Linked DNA regions of Columba livia: region 1 is linked to region 2. The links are chromatin contacts, called in public Hi-C maps. All regions are on one chromosome and are shown on one strand. The core of a region is the stretch at or near the end of the contact, and the rest is flanking DNA. Distances in the headings are between cores, read along the strand shown.

The links. Hi-C and Micro-C count contacts between places; a contact is called where the count stands out from the background.
Region 1: a contact with region 2 is called in a Hi-C map of crop, with 3 times the contacts expected there. The contact joins the promoter of AHR here to the enhancer-like site in region 2. A contact is called at or near these places in 2 of 2 Hi-C or Micro-C datasets (crop and liver).

What each region holds. Positions count from the first base shown.
Region 1 is chr2:32,177,550-32,182,643 of bColLiv1.pat.W.v2, reverse strand. AHR (aryl hydrocarbon receptor) reads right to left here and starts at 1,283. Exons shown (of 11, transcript XM_065051232.1): 1 at 1,139-1,283.
Region 2 is chr2:32,050,369-32,055,457 of bColLiv1.pat.W.v2, reverse strand. All of the region lies in intron 1 of LOC110365086 (a long non-coding RNA gene), which reads right to left. Among named protein-coding and RNA genes, the nearest start is that of AGR3, 34 kb to the right of the region's middle. Within about 2 kb of position 2,622, at least 1 of the 3 cell types and tissues checked has an H3K27ac peak away from gene starts, as active enhancers do.

The sequences.
Region 1 (5,094 bases), core at 34-2,533, 130 kb before region 2:
AAAAGGAAAAAAGCTATCACAAATAAAAACCCCGCCGGCACCTCAAGGCACCACCTCTCCCGGCCACCCTCGCCGGGCCTCCGCCGCGCGGTGCGCGCAGGACGGCGAGCCGCCGGGAGCCGGTCCCCTTCCGCAGTCCCCGCCAGCCTCTCTCCCTCCCGTCCCGCAGGGCCGCTTACATTTTCTGCACAGGTTTCCGCCGCTTGCGACTGGCGTAGGTGACATTGGGGTTCATCCTGCCGCGGCTTCAGCACCCCGCACCGCAGGCTCCGCCAGCCGGCGGCCGCCGCCCGACTGCCCACCTCACCCCGGCTGCCGAGAGGGGTCGAGCCCCAAGCGGCGCCGCAGCGCTCGCCTCGCCTCGCCCGCGGGCCCCGGCCCTGCTGCCTGAGGCCGCCCGCAGCTCGCTCCCTTGTCCGCTCGCAGCAGCGGCGCCTTCCCCAGCCGGGCGAGGACAGGAGGCGGAGGCGCTACGGGGCGGGGATCCCAGGTGATCGGCGGCGGGTACACCCACTCGCCGCCCCCGGAGGGCACAGGTGTGGGGGCGGCCGGGGCTTTCCACAGCGCCGCTCGCCCCGCGTCTCCCCGCCGAGGCGACGCCGTCTCCCGGCCGGCTCCCTTTGCGGCGGCGGGCGGGTGCGCGGCGGCCTCTGCACCCCGGCGCGGCCGCCGTCTGCTGGCCGAGCGCCTGTCAGTGTGCGCGGCGCCGGGCCGCCCCGCCCCGGCCCAGCCCCGCGCCCGCTCCTCCCGCCGCCGCCGCGCTCCCCCGGCCGCCTCCCGCCCCGCCCGGCTGACGGCCGCCGCCGCCCCATCGCCGAGGAGGCCCCTCGCGGCGGCGGGGCGGAGGGAGGAGGGGGCGGCCGCGCCGCCATGTTGAGAAGGTCACGCGAGGAGAGGGAGGACCGGCGCGGCAGCGGGGGGGGCGCCGCCCGGCGTCCCCGGGGGGACAGCGACAGAGCGGCTCGGGATGAGGGGAAAAGCCCGAGCCTGGGCTGGCCGGGGAGGGGTGCGCAGGGGGCTCCCGCAGCAAAGTGAGAAGGAAGGTCAGCTCCAAGCGCCCATGTAGCCCTAGTAACAAAAAATAACCGGGGGAAAAAAGAAGTCACAGCGTTCAGTTTGGAAAGAAAAATAACACTACCTCAGTGGCACGATGACACTACCTCTGTGTCTGTCACCCCTCCACCCCAGCGCTGCCGCCTCCCCTGCTTCCTGCGCCCCCTGGTCTGAAGCCGTCACGGCCGGAGATCGCCCAGCAGAGAAACCAGAAATAATACGCGATCGCCAAAAACAGGGGTGGGAGGGAGCCCAGGGTAGGAGTGCCCGCGGCGGGAGAGGTGGACAGGCACCGCCAGGGACAAGAACAGCAGGACACCTGGGAAAGTAAAGAACTCCTCGGGGCAAGGTTGCACTCGCTGAGCACTGAGAGGACCGACGGGGCTTACTGGACGCGGACGTGGTTCATATCTCATTGGGGTTTTAATCCCTGAGTTATTACACTGACATTTTAAGCTAAACACTTATTTTAAAGGAAAGGAGCAGCCTCGCAAAAAGTAAGAGGTGCTGCCAAACAGCTGACAAATAAAACCATCCAAGAAGAGCCCCGGTGCCTTTCTGACCGGCCGCCACTTCTCCCGCCCGTTTTCTTCCTCTGTTTCCCTTCTCAGCAGCAGAGCTCTTCCCCCGGAATAACCGCAATAAATTTTGTCTCAACACTCAGTTTGGGAGCCTGGGAGTCGCCCTGTGTAAACACAAGTTGTACGCGGTCAGGGCCGAGACGAGAGCCGGGAAGAGCTCTCTTCTCTCCCCTTCAAACGCACCCGCGTCCCGGGGGATGGCCGAGCCCAGCCGCCCGAGAGCCGCCGCAGTTGCGGGCTCAGTCCCGGCCCCCGCGGGTCTGTCCCCCCGCAGCCGCCCATTCCCGGCCGCCGGGAGGCTGAGCAGTGTCCGTGGTGCTGGTGTCCGCCTGCCCGGCCTGCCAGCGCTGCGCCAGCTCGCACCTTCCCTCGCTGCTTGCTGGAGCCCCGGTTATGCAACCCCTGCTGTCCCGCTCTGCTGACGGAGGCGATAAGCGGTGGTCCAGGTATCACCGTGCGGTAAAAACGCGGGATTGCGCAAAGCCCGGCCACCGCCAACCGCAGTACAGCAGCTTCTCCCAGAGCCGGCAGCTGCGGCGTCTGCGGTACCGGGCGTCCCGCCGCACGGGTCCCCTCCGCGGGCGCTCGCAGCTGGGATTAGGCAGCATAACGCGCGCTTGTTTACCAGTTTAATTGCTCGGCTTTAATTGCGTGCCAGGCTATCCCAGATGCAAAGTACACTGAAGCCACAATATGCAGTTAAAATTAATTTGCCTAAACCTTAACGATGCTAGTATTCAAGGAGCTGATCAAATGATATTTTGAAAAATATGTCTTCAGCAAACAAAATTTTTGAGAAAATATAGTAAAAGAACCATATGCCTCAGGAGGTGCCTTGCAGTGCCTTGCAGTGCCTTGCAGTCACACTCCTGCTAAACTCCTGGACAAACACCTTTGCAGAGGATGTCAACTGTTCTCTAGCATCTGTCTCTCCTCAGTCGCTTTCCCTTTCACTCTTTCTTCTCCCCTTACAAGATCTTGCCAGCACCCTGGAAAAAAGGTGGGCAGTACTGTACACTATGCCTTACTACCTTCCCTTCTCCACCCCCTTTCTTCTTTTGATTTCACGGTTGAAACTAGAAATCATAGAATCAGAGGATATCAAGTTTGAAGGAACCACAAGGATAGTCTGGTCCAACCTTTCTCGGCAAAGCAAAGTCTAGACAAGATGGTCCAGCACAAGCTTAAAAGTATCCAATGTTGGTGAATCCACCACTTCCCTGGGAAGATTGTTCCATTGGCTGATAAAATGCATTTTCTTCACTCCAAACCCATCCACCTGTCCAAGCACACACTTTCTTCCAGACTAAACTTTCCAGTCCCTTTCTGTACCCTCCTCACCCCTAGACTCTTCCTGCTCACTGGTTTCTTTTTCTGTCAACACGTGTGCTGTGGTCGCTCCATACACAACATAAATGGCTGCTCTTTTTCATTCTTCTCTTTACCTACACTATCTTTTAGCTGAAAACTTATATGCATTGTTTAAGGCTCCTTTTATTCTAATTTTTAGTTTGCTTCCGAGTCTGTCTCTTACTTCCTCACTAAGATTGAACAAAGTCTTTGGCAACCTCTTATGCTTCACTGGACCTCAGTATCTCAACTTTTTCTTGAGCTTTTGTGCTACTTGGATCCAGCCAGAGACACCCATTTCTATGCTGTCTCATCTGCGAGCTCCCAATCTACTGGCAACTACATGAAGAAGGAAGTAGACTTTAGCCTCCCATGATGGACTTAATCTCCCAGCTCCCTTCTGGGGCCATGACAATGTATATGGCACCAGTGAGTTACTTGGTAACTATTCAACTCCCTAATTTGGAAAACAGAGTAAGGAAAACTCATGTTGCTGGGCAGAAACCACACCTGTACAGTTGCCTCTGCTGCCTGCCATTGGAAATCCACTCCTATGGGTCAGGCACCTATTTAATATGAGATTTCGGATCTTCAGCACAGTTACCTCAAGATTTCTATATCACATTATCCACACCTTTTGCTAATCTGTCCTCTCCTGATGTTCTCGCTCTTTGCCTAATCCATTGACTCAGTATTTTCTTTTTTATTTGATAATTTGGGTACAGTAGAAATCTTGCTCATATTCAGTGTAAAACAAGGAAAAACTATACAACCATGATTCAGCAATCTTAGAGCTTCCTTTACAGCATAAGTTTTTTGTTGAGCTTTTCTTTTTATTATTATTTTTCAAAGTAATATTTTGTCAGGTTTAACAACATGTTTGGTCTTGCAAAAAACGACTGTGGCTGATGTCATGTGGACAATCAAAAGGATTTAATTCCTATGCAGATCACTTTCTAGTGTATTGTACGGCTCTAACTAGTCTCTTCTTGTGCATGTCTAGGCTACTACCCAAGTGACTTACTAGGTCTACACTAAAGTTCACTTCTTCCCTTAATAAATACTTTTGAACCATTAGTGATCATTTTTTTTTCCTCCTTGCTCAAATCCAGCATTTTTGCCTTTAGAGTCATGAATCATGATGCCATCCAATGATGAGATTTTAAGAAAAATGTGTTTGTGCAAATAGTGAACTGTGCCTTTCCCTGTCCCTGACATGTGTGAGGTGCCATATTAATGAACACCTTCTGTTCTATCCAGTATGCTTTGTGGTTATCATCCTCTAAAGCTTCCAGAGCTCTCACTTGTCAGAAGTCACATCTGCTGCCTTGACTCCAAAATGAACAATATTATTTTGCTCCACATATCCATTCTGCCTCATTTCTTCTTCTCCTGCCCTGGACAGTCCCCTCCTCAGCTCTGTCTCCTGGCCCCTCACTCATTTCACAAGGTGGGGCTGTTTGGAAGAGGGGACTTTTAGTAAATAGAGAAATTCCTGAGCAGGCTGGAGTTTCACAGGATCACAACAAGACCAACAATGTCTTGTCATTTGGGAGGAATTTATAAGAATTATAAACACCACTTGTTATCTTAGGGTCATCTCTGACTCATTTCTAGCCTTTATCCTACTATTTCTGTCCATGACCAAAATTTTACTTCCCTCAGCTTAATTCTGTGTGCTGACTTACTTGTTCTAGCTGCCTCCAGTGCAAATAATGCAGAAGAAATCTGGTTTGGTTATCTGTGATCTCCTTTCTGCCTCTCTGGAGATGAGGAAAGAGGATTGTGATTTAAAATTGTGACTTATGCAGCTCAGATTTGGGGGATATACAGAACTATCACTGATGTGGGTGTTAGTTTCTGCAAAGCATTTGTTCTGCTAAGAAAGAATATCTACAGTAACTCAGATGATTTTCTTTGTACTCAATTCAGGGAACTAATCATTTAGGGAAGCTGAATTAGAGTCAGTGAATAGTGTATATACTGATTCTTTAGTGACTGGGAAGGTCACACAATCATTTTACTGTGAGGAACCAGGAATATGGAGGGAAATTGTGCACCACATTTTTAAAACTTAAGCAGAAATAATTGTATCTAGAAAAAAAAGAAA
Region 2 (5,089 bases), core at 1,373-3,872:
GCTATATCTTGCCTCTGCTTTCTGCAGTACCTTTCTTATCCCATCCCCACCCTCTGCATAGGTTTCCCAGGTGTCCAGACAGCATGTGACATATCATGGCACCCTCACAGCCTCAGCCCCAACAGTTGCACCCCATGGATAAGCAAGCACAGCTTGCTGGGGCTGGTGCATGCCCAGGTCTTGCTGCAGAGCTGGGAGACAGCCAAGACACATACCTGGGAGGAGCTGAATCACAGAGTAAGAGACTCCTTGGCTCCAAGGTGTTGCTGAACAACACATGACATGTTGTGACCTTAACCACCTTTCAAAATGCTTCCCAGCCCCTTACACTATAAAGGTTCCATGCTGCAGTTGGGTTTGCTGTTCATCCAACTACAAATATGTCCCAGTGAAAGCAATGGAGAAAAGATCTCAGTTACTTTGGACAGTGAGATATATTATAAGGAAAATGAATATGCCTATTTCCTTTATTTATGAATCAACTTTACCATTTGTGCAAAAGCTCTTAAAGACAAAAATAATCTATTCTCCAAATGACAACAGATGAAAAAAAGATAGGGAAAGAATAAAACTACTTTTTTTTTTTCTCATCAAAACATGTATTTTCAATAAAAGTCTGACAGAATGTTTCACTATCACTAGCACTAGGGAAAAAAATCTCATCTGTTTTCACTGTAGCCTCCAGTCCTGTCATTCTGTTTCTTTTCACATAGATTATTGTAAAACACTGCTGCTGTTGTGCATTCACCTTTCCGGCTGCTCTGGGAGACATCACCTTGGGGCCACCAGAGCAGCTCTTCTGCTCTGAGTGCATTATTCTCCAGCTTGCAAAAGGATTTTCCATTATTGTTAAGTACATTTGTGGTATACTTAGAGCATTTCTACCCTGAGGTAGTGTCAGACTGGCATCACACAGAAATGCAGCCATGACACAGCGATGATCTTGTTAAATGCTGAATAAAAGATGTTAATATGCTGGAGTGCTGCCTGGTGAAGGCAAAGAGCTGCACCATTTTGTGCCCACTGTACAATGCACTGTCAGCCAAACCCTCTCCTTGCTGTACTGCCCAGCTCTGCCTTTGGTTGTGTCTTTCTGTGCCCTTTGAATCTTTTAGCCACAAAGTGTAAAAAGTCTGTGCCTATTTAGGCTCAATATGGTCTTTTGTTCAGTGGTCAGATGTTCTAGGAGCATTTTCTCTAGAGCATCTGAAAGTATTTTTATAAAGTGACTCACAGCACATCTTTTTAGTTTCTCTTTGAGTTAGGACCTTAGAAAGTGCATCCCACATTGCATCCTCTCATTAAAACCTGTGGAAAAAATGTAATAATATCCCAAGAAACTACTGCAAGAAACTTTGCAAGCCTCTGCTTTACTTCTCTTTGAGCAGGGAAGGTGAAGTCCTCACCAGGTTTACAGTTTCACAGGTCTCTCAGATACACAAAGAATGTGACAAGAGATCCCCAGGAGGGTTTTCTTTCTCCAGATTGTTGTTTCTTTCTCAAAAATGAATGCTCAGCTTTATTAGTCATCAGAAATCTTCTAAGTCAGCACAGAAAGCTCTTTCTGTCTCACCCATCAACTTCGCTCCTACAGTCCGAGTCCCACAGGCCTGCAGAAAAAAACAGAAACCCCAGACACACGATCTAGAGAGCCATGGATACCATGAAACTCTGACCAGAGGTAAGATCTTCTGGGCACGTGAAGCGGAAGAAACAGCAGTGAATGTGAGTGTGTGAAAGCCCCAGAGAGAACTGGCGCTCTGCTGCGGACACACAGAAAGACACTGCGCCCTTCTCGAGGAGCCTCTGGCCCCAGAGGGAAGTGATGCTAAACTTCAGCTTCCAGAAAGAGAGGAGAAAGTAAATGTAAGTTTGCCTTTTGCAAAGCCATTGATAAAAACTATCTTTCTGCATGAGAGTAAATCACAGACAATTTAAAATTCTTCACTGCAAGAGATACAAGAGGACTTTTCCAGCCTCATTCAGTGACTCTCTTCCCACTCTCCCAGCTGATGGATGGTATTACAGAAAGACACTTTCTGTTTTTACCCTATTTTCTATATTCTTGTTAAGTATTCCCTGCTAGCAACCTTAGCTGGTAAAATACTTAGTTAAACAGATCAGAGGCTTGACTCACTGTGACTGCTCTTCCTTTGCCTTCTCACCCATTTCATATCACTTGCTCGAAAGGGAAGGGTCACCCCTCCTTGGTTCTTGTATTTGACACATTGTTTGCACCTTGGTAAGTGGGTATTAACCTGACCTGTCAGCAGAGCAGAACTTTGCACTCACATTTTCACAGAGCAGGGCATGGAAAAATAGAGAAAAGGCTGTGAAATCAAGCTGACAGTTCTGTAAAATCCCAGACACCTCTCAGAAAGCACAGCAGTATCTCCTGACCCTCAGAACCTCATGACAATGGTAGTAAATTAAAGATTTTAGCATTAATTCTATTTAATTTATTTTTTCACAGTTTTTCTATTATTATACCCATGGACTCCATTTTGTGATTAATTCTCAGCAGAAGTTTAGCATTTGTTTCCTATAGTTTTAAGACTGGTCAGAGACAACAAAACACAAGAGCACCTTTTGGGGAGAGGCTTCCTCACACAAGGCGCTGAAATGCAGATACCTGTTTCTTTGCATTCAGTCATGTAGAATGACATCTCCCTGCAGACCATTGCACTGACTGCAGTCATACTTCGTCTGCACCCTTGGGGAAAACATACAAAAAAACCCCTGCGACATCCAGATGGTGCAGTGAGAGGCTGGAGTGAAGAGAAGCTCCGGAGTTCCCTGCCTGTGCGGAAGCAGCCAGAGCCACTCTCCAACAGCTACACAAAAGAGCCTCTGTCTCTGCTGATGAGAGATCCCTTTGAAGCTTGGGAACCCTGACTGGCAGCATTTCATATCTGGGCATCTTTAGGTTTGGAGCAATGAAGAATGGGAAAAAAGAAAAATATGAGAAAGGAGAGAGGAGGGGAGAAAAAAAAACAAGGTAGGATCAGCTCAGAACAGGTCTGGCTAAGAGCCCGTGACAACAACATACATTTCGTGCTACCCCACCTATGCCATTTTTTGTTTTAAGGTTTCCTCATCAGTATGGAAATTTCCAGTCTATTTTTGACCTTTTGACAAGAGGGTGGGAAATCGCTCTCAGCTGAGAAGGCATATTATAATTTACTGTTAAGAAACACAAAACATCCTCATTGTAAAGGTACATCATAAGACATAACAAGCTAAGCCAAGAGCATGCAGTTTCATTTTAAAGAAAGCACGCATTGCTAGTTTCTCTATCAGATTACAGGGAATTCTTTATACAAACAAATTCCCGCTACCTGCAAATAAACTGATTATGTTTGATTACAAATATTTCCAGGTTTAGAAAACTATAATTCACTTCTTAGTTCCCTATTGTGGTATGGTTACAAAGTATTTTTACCCCTCTATGTCTTGCTTTCTCCACTCACAAACCATAAAACTTCCTTGTTCAAAGCTGAAAAAAATTCGTAGCTGATTCTTGTACAGCAGTAAACATTTGTTCTTTAAAGATGTAAAATATTCTAGAAGTTATGAAGTTAACAAATCTGTTCCCTTAAGATGTTTTTCTTCATCACTGTCCAGTTCCTGTTTCCCTAGTGTAGAAAAGAGAAAAAAATGCATTCACTTTTCTGACCAACCATTCTTTTATCTTTTTTTCATTATTGTACCTTATTCAATTAAATGTCATTTACTGTGGCTGCAGTGGCAGAAAATGTCTTACAAAATCAATTAAGCTTTCTGTCTCAGGTCTTTGACTACAAAAAGAATGAACAACTCATTTCATCTGCAATATTCTCTCTTTTATTTTGTTTCTCTGTTTAAAATGCATAGCTTTGATCTTATGAGCAAAGAATCCTAATATTAGATATTTCAGAGAGAATGCAAGTGGCATGCGTAAGATTTATTTTGATTGGATATAAAAGGATGCTAGAAATTTCTGTCCACATCTGAAAACAGGACAGGCTGTGATTCATCAAGGCCAAAGCAAGAATGGTACAGAAAGAAGTAGATTTCAAGAATTTGTGATTCAAAACTTTAAATCCTGCTTTTTTTAAAGTGTCAAACTTTTACTTTCTTCTAAGTATGCTTCCCAAGCCTTTCAACATTTGCACTTTTATCATAAACTCATAGGACTTCAAAACGTCCTTTGTTACTATAACAGTCTCTCTTATTAATGTTTGGAGCAAGGGGCTGCCCAGTCATGATATCAGATCTGTATGCAGCTCAGAGGTGACGCCATATGACCAGACGCACAGCCCTGCTGAGGTGCTGCCAGGCTTAAATGACCATATGATGAGTCCACGCAGGGCTCAGCTGTCCTCCAGCTCATCCACATCCTGCTGGAGGAGCCCCAGGAGGCCACTGTCACACTCCCCTGGCTCTCTCTGAGCTGCCTGTCCCCTTCATTCCCCAAACAGCTGGTACTGGTCTGTCTGTGGAAGAAGCGGGTGTAAGGGGAGGAACACTAAGGAAGGTTGGCCATTCCTTGATTAGTACTTTCATTTTGCTCTGATGTGTGAATGTCTCAAAAAAAAAAAAAAGGTATTTCAACATTTTCTTCTTCCTCCTACAGTTCAAGATAGGCATGGGAAAGAAAATCCACTGATGATTAATTTAATGAGTGAGGAGATAGGGATTTTTATTTTACACACCTAAGTAGATAACAATGAACGATTACATTTTTCTTTAAGATCTGAAATATGTCCTCAAAGGGGTAGGTGTAGCTGGGTGAAAGTTTGTGTTGTAGAAGAAACATAGGAGACTGAATTACCACTCTGCTTAGCCCCAGAAAAAAATAAAATAAAATAAAATAAAATAAAATAAAATAAAATAAAATAAAATAAAATAAAATAAAATAAAATAAAATATTTAAAGCCTATGAATATAATTTATTTGTGACTTGCCTACAACTTTTGTGCTCACTGATTTCACTTAATCGGCACTGGCGGAGTACGTCAGCCTGGCAGAAGCGCTGCTACATTACAGTGCGCTGGCTCCATTAAAACACTGTGCAGCAGCTAAACTGGGGCAGCCCGATGTTTATCGA